2 separate regions of the Danio rerio genome follow, and region 1 is linked to region 2. A link is a contact called in public Hi-C data. All regions are on one chromosome and are shown on one strand. Each heading gives the region's core, a stretch centred on a gene start, on an enhancer-like site or on the middle of the called end of the contact. The rest is flanking DNA. Distances are from core to core; before and after follow the strand shown. Region 1 overlaps iqgap2 (IQ motif containing GTPase activating protein 2). Region 2 holds the start of polk (polymerase (DNA directed) kappa).

The links. Hi-C and Micro-C count contacts between places; a contact is called where the count stands out from the background.
Region 1: a contact with region 2 is called in a Hi-C map of an unstated tissue, with 6 times the contacts expected there. The contact joins the enhancer-like site here to the promoter of polk in region 2. A contact is called at or near these places in 3 of 18 Hi-C or Micro-C datasets (caudal fin, hematopoietic stem cells and an unstated tissue).

Annotation. Positions count from the first base shown.
Region 1 is chr5:47,083,736-47,086,963 of GRCz12tu, reverse strand. All of the region lies in intron 5 of iqgap2 (IQ motif containing GTPase activating protein 2), which reads right to left. Among named protein-coding and RNA genes, the nearest start is that of f2rl2, 28 kb to the left of the region's middle. Within about 2 kb of position 1,348, at least 24 of the 62 cell types and tissues checked have an H3K27ac peak or open chromatin away from gene starts, as enhancers often do.
Region 2 is chr5:46,854,693-46,857,719 of GRCz12tu, reverse strand. polk (polymerase (DNA directed) kappa) reads right to left here and starts at 1,287. Exons shown (of 15, transcript XM_073951385.1): 1 at 1,191-1,287; 2 at 781-1,092. The coding sequence starts at 954. It also overlaps a transcript of ifngr2 not described here.

The DNA.
Region 1 (3,228 bases), core at 99-2,598, 230 kb before region 2:
AGTTTAGTGTGAATGTTTATACACGACAGCTAAACTAAACAAGGCTTCTTTTACCTTTGACCTTAACATCACTAGCTGGAGAAAAAGACACAGTCTGTTGTGAACGTATCCTTTGTAGTGCCTGTAGGGCCAAGGGTTAAGTGGATTAACTGTTGTAAGAGATGTGGGTCACTATTCCTCATCAGCTACAGGCTCGATTACATTGTTCAGAGCCAAACTGATAAACATTTCTTTAACCCTTCCCTTATGGATCTATTGAAAAAAAAAAAGCCCACAGAAAAACATACAACCATCTTATATTTAATTGTTCAGTTTCATACAAAACAAACGCAGATATTCAAACCAGCCAAACCCCATAATTATAAAACATAATTTTAATTCATTTAGCTTGTGGTGCTCGGCTCAAAAGTAGAAATAGTTTATTTGTTATAAAGGTCAAACCTGAAAAATAAATCCAAAATATGACACATTTTACTCTTTATTTTAATAATTAAAATTTGAAAGCCTTCCCAACAATATTGAAACCTTATAACAAATAGTGTATTACTTTTACCCCATTGACACGGGGATGAAATATGGGATTTTTTGTCCTGAGTATAACTTTTTTTGCACCCAGTGGAAAAAAAAAATTTATGAAAAGAAATGAAGGCAAAATTGTACCTTTTCAATAGAAATACACTGCAAATTTATGAGTATTCATGAGCACAGCCAAATCCATCACAAAAAAGTAACAAAACAAAATAAATAAATAAATAAATAAATAAAGATACAAGAGTGAGATGTTTATACAAAGTAAATACAACATGAGTGAACGAATAAATTAATAAATAAATAAATAAATAAATGATAATAAATGAATGAGTAAATAAATAAATAAATGAGTAAATAAATTAATAAATGAATGAATAAAATGTATATATGAATATATAATACATACAAATAAATTAATGAATGAATTAGTTACTTACTTAATGAAAATATATAAATGAATGAATGAATGACTAAAAAACAAATAAATATATAAATGAGTAAATAAATAAATGACTAAATTAATACATGAATTATAAAAAATTTAATAAAATCTCATTGGCAATTTTTTTTTTTTTAATAAAAATCTAAATGAGTAAAAATCTTATTGGTTTGAAACATAAATATTACTTAATATAATCATATTTGAAAATCTATTGCATCATATACAGGTAAAAGCTAACACAGAGCATATGCTGTTGGTGATTTAATGGTGTTTGAGTGATACAGGATTTTCTCTGAGCACAGTGTTGGTGTTGTCTAGTCTTATTGAGTGGGTGAACTGCAGGGTCAGGAAGGAAGAGCATGTGCAAGGCAGAGGGAGGAAGCCAAGCAACCCACACACACACACACACACACACACACACACACACACACACACACACACACACACACACGCTCGACAAGAGAGAGAAAGCAGGAAAGCACTATAAATGATTTACCGTAAAAGAAGCCTTCACATGGTCATTCATTAGACACATTCTCTGCTGCAGACCTACTGCCAGTGACTAAATGTTACAATTTGCATACATTAAGGTACCAATGATTACCTGGTTTTCTATTTAAAACTGACTCATGAACACTTATCTGTGCTCAGCGTCTCACTGGTTCATCAGGGTATTGCTTTGTGGTTACCAGGCGCTGAGTTGTGGTTTGTCAGAAGAGCTCATCCTTAAATCTCTGTGATATATTGTTAATATAATGTACAGCTTGAATGTCAATGTGCAATTAGTTGTCACAGTTTGAGCAAGTATGATATATATTTTTTTTATAATTAGTATATTTATTGATCAAAATACTTTGATGATATTAGTATAGTACAGTTCAAAATATAATAATAATTTCAAATGTCATATATATTATTTAAAGGGCACCTATTTGACCCCTTTTTCAAGATTTAAGATAAGTATTTTGTGTCTCCAGAATGTGTCTGTAAATTTTCAGTTCCAGACACCTATTAGATTATTTATTAGACCTTTCAGAACATTGAAATCTACTGCTTTGAACACAATGTAGCTGTTTTTGTTGCCTGTGCCTTTAATGCAAATGAGCTAGTTCTTTCCGCCCACCGTTCCCACGTGCCTGTAAGATGGGGCGATAACCGGTTTCAAGTTTTATAGTGGTTTAGAAAAGTAAAGGTTTTAAAACTGCAAAAATGTTCTGTTAAATTGTTCCTACGATATATGTAAATTTGATTTTTATGCGTGTTAAGACTATATAATTTAGTTTATTAGGGAAAAATTATCTCCAGAAGAAAACGAATGAAGACAGCAGAATCTAATGAAGAAAGATGTAGTCAACAATGATTTATTTAACTATTCAGCGTCACATGTTAGAGACATTTTAAATGTTTCTTTAAATATATATATAGAGTTCAATGTGGAAAAATTAACTTTGTGAACTATTTTTTAGGGTGTAAAACAAAACAAAAAATTCACAGAGAAAAAATGTTTTTTTTCGCAAACATTAAAAAAGAACACATTTTAGACCAGTAATAACAATACCGTAAAACCGTGATATATTCGCCCAAGGTAATCATACCATCAGAATCTTATACCAGCCCATGCCTACTGTCAGAGTGCCTCAATCTCCAGCTAAGTCAGATAAACAGCACAGTGACAGACATAAACGAAGCAGATCTCACGTAACGTTTGTGAGAAATAATATAGTAAGAACTTTCCAAATGATTATTTGATGTATTTGTTGTGGAGTTAATTCAAGCCTTTCTGCGACAATGGGTCACACACAATGTTGTTACAAAGTTCACACATCATTCTAAAGTGATGTTGTTTGTCGATCAAAAACATTTTCTAGTCTTTTCAAAGCTGAAAACAGGTACATAATATTTTTCAAAATCTTATTAAAACAAAATACAATTTTTTAAATGAAAATTTGATTTAAAAAAGTTCAGAAACAGCAGTTATTTAAAACTAAAACCTTTGTAACAATGTGAAATAAAATCTTTACTGTTATTTATGATCAGTTAAATACACTCTTGATGAATAAAATATTATTTTCAATATATATGTTCATTACTAGAAAAGCTAAACGTTTAAATTATGGTGTATAATGTTTTTTTTATTTATATTAACAAAATACATTATTGTTATTTGAAATATTATATTATAATTATACTATTAATTATTATGGTTAATTCGTTCATTCATTCATTGTCTTTTTGGCTTAGTCCCTTTATTAATC
Region 2 (3,027 bases), core at 38-2,537:
AATCTACCTAATTAACCCTTTAAATGTCACTTTAAGCTGTATAGAAGTGTCTTGAAAAATATCTAGTAAAATATTATTTACTGTCATAATGATAAAGTTAAGGGGGGGCTAACTATTAAGGTGGGGGGGGGGGGGGTCTAATATGTCTGACCTTCACTGCATATGTATATTAGAGTTGCACAATATATTGTTTCAGCATCGAATTCGCAATGTACGCATCTGCAATAGTCACATCGCAAAGATATGCAATGTGAAGTCTGGATTATGGTTAACCAGGAGCTCAGAAATGTATTTGATCACTGTACTTAAACGAGTTATGCAACGATTTTTGTCTAGTCCAAATATCTATATTTCAAAGTAAAAAACAAGATTATTTAACCTATCCACCTGGCAGATGGTTTTAGCATTTATATCGCAATATTAACCGGACAAAAACAAAATATCGCAATATCAGTTTTTTTCCAATAATGTTATATATACAATAATGCTATTCCAATAATGTTACATATATATATATATATATATATATATATATATATATATATATATATATATATATATTCATACACACAGTTGAAGTCAGAATTATTATCCCCCATATGATATATATATATATATATATATATATATATATATATATATATATATAAACATGTATGACTATTATTATTGACAATGCACTAAATTAAATTAATACAAAATAGATACGAGCTAGTATTCATTGTACTAGTAGTAATAAATAATACTGTATATCTACAGTCAATAAGTAGAAGTGTCAACCTTAGAGGTTTCCAGAATGATCTTGTTGATCTTGTCTCTGTCCAGTCCTTCCATGCCAGCCTTGTTATCATTAAGAGCGATCCTGGAGAGCAGATCAGCTCCAGATCCCTTTTGATCATGTTGTTGATCTTCCATCTTTCTGCTGCTGCTTTCACTTTCGCACTGCTGCCTCATTTCATCCAGCTCTATAAACTGGACAAACTAACCTGCGAGCCAGATTATCATGGATGCTAAGCGTCAACAGTTATTCAAAGAGCAGTCAAAAGGATGTTTGATGTTTTTCTGACCACAACTTTGTGTGTGCTAGTTTGTCTGCATATAAAAAAACAGATAAAATACATTAAAAACATTTGGCTTTGATTGAGATATACCTTTGTCTCGTAGCGACACGTATATATTAACATACATACACAAACTAAGTCTTAATCATGCTACAAAACTAAAAAGTAGAGTATAGCAGTTCGTTATTATTTGTCAACAGACACCATTTTCAAAGGTCTTGTTCTTGAAGAGAAGCACATGCGCATCAACATCTTCATCGCCCCCTGCTGTACTGGAATAACGCGATCCACACCGAAAATGAAAAGGCATGCACTAAATTCCAGGGGTTTCATTACCACGACGTAAAATGGGCGTGGCTCGGTCGGTGTTTGGGAAACGCCCCCTTAAAAAAAAACAATACTGAGAGGTCACCGATCATGCGCAGTACAGGTTCTTTTTTAGCGCGGTCATTTCAACCAGGATGATAATGGATAAAGAACCTACCGCGGTGGATAACGAAGGAAAAAAACAATCATACAGGTTATTTTTTGTTTTTATAATGTTATATTTTAAAGATTTCATTAGCAAAACCGGCTGACCTCGTTTTACTCCGTTTTTCTGTCTCTGGGCTTTTCTACTTCCATTTTAAATCAAATAATAATGGTTGTGGTAAGATTAACCGTGTTTTTGTAGTTAAAAATATGGTATTCGGTCATGTTTAAACAAATAAATACCACATTTTCTGTAATAAATCGTGGTTAATTTTTCTTTCTCGATCTTAGTTAATTAACATAACTCATATTTATTTTCTATTTTTATTTAAAGTCATCATACACAAAACAACTGGGATCAGGACAGGTATCTGATGTTAACTAATATAAAAGTGATCATACATGAAACCCCTGAGATCAGGACAGGTATCTGATGTTAATGTATATAATATAAAAGTGATCATACATGAAACACCTGGGATCAGGACAGGTATCTGATGTTAATGTATATAATATAAAAGTGATCATACATGAAACACCTGGGATCAGGACAGGTATCTGATGTTAATGTATATAATATAAAAGTGATCATACATGAAACACCTGAGATCAGGACAGGTATCTGATGTTAATGTATATAATATAAAAGTGATCATACATGAAACCCCTGGGATCAGGACAGGTATTTGATGTTACTGTATATAAAAGTGATCGTACATGAAACACCTGAGATCAGGACAGGTATCTGATGTTAATGTATATAATATAAATGTGATCATACATGAAACCCCTGGGATCAGGACAGGTATCTGATGTTACTGTATATAATATAAAAGTGATCATACATGAAACACCTGGGATCAGGACAGGTATCTGATGTTAATGTATATAATATAAAAGTGATCATACATGAAACACCTGTGATCAGGACAGGTATCTGATGTTAATGTATATAAAAGTGATCATACATGAAACCCCTGGGATCAGGACAGGTATCTGATGTTACTGTATATAATATAAAAGTGATCATACATGAAACCCCTGGGATCAGGACAGGTATCTGATGTTAATGTATATAATATAAATGTGATCATACATGAAACCCCTGGGATCAGGACAGGTATCTGATGTTAACTAATATAAAAGTAATTATACATGAAACCCCTGGCATCAGGACAGGTATCTGATGCTACTGTATATGATATATAAAGTATTTGACACAAAAGCCGTGGGATCGGGACAGGTATCTTAAGTTATAACAGTATTAATGTAATCTGAGAGGTATCTTAAGTTAATTTGTTTAATATAACATACACTGACTTCACATGAAACACCTGCGATCAGGACAGCTATTTAGTACTGCATATAAAGGTATTGGACACGAAACCCCTGCGAATACGTACAGGTATCTGAATCTAACGGCTGTTTTCACAATCTGCGCATGATCCGTGACCTATGCAAATTCACAGATAGGCCACGCCCACCCGATGACGTA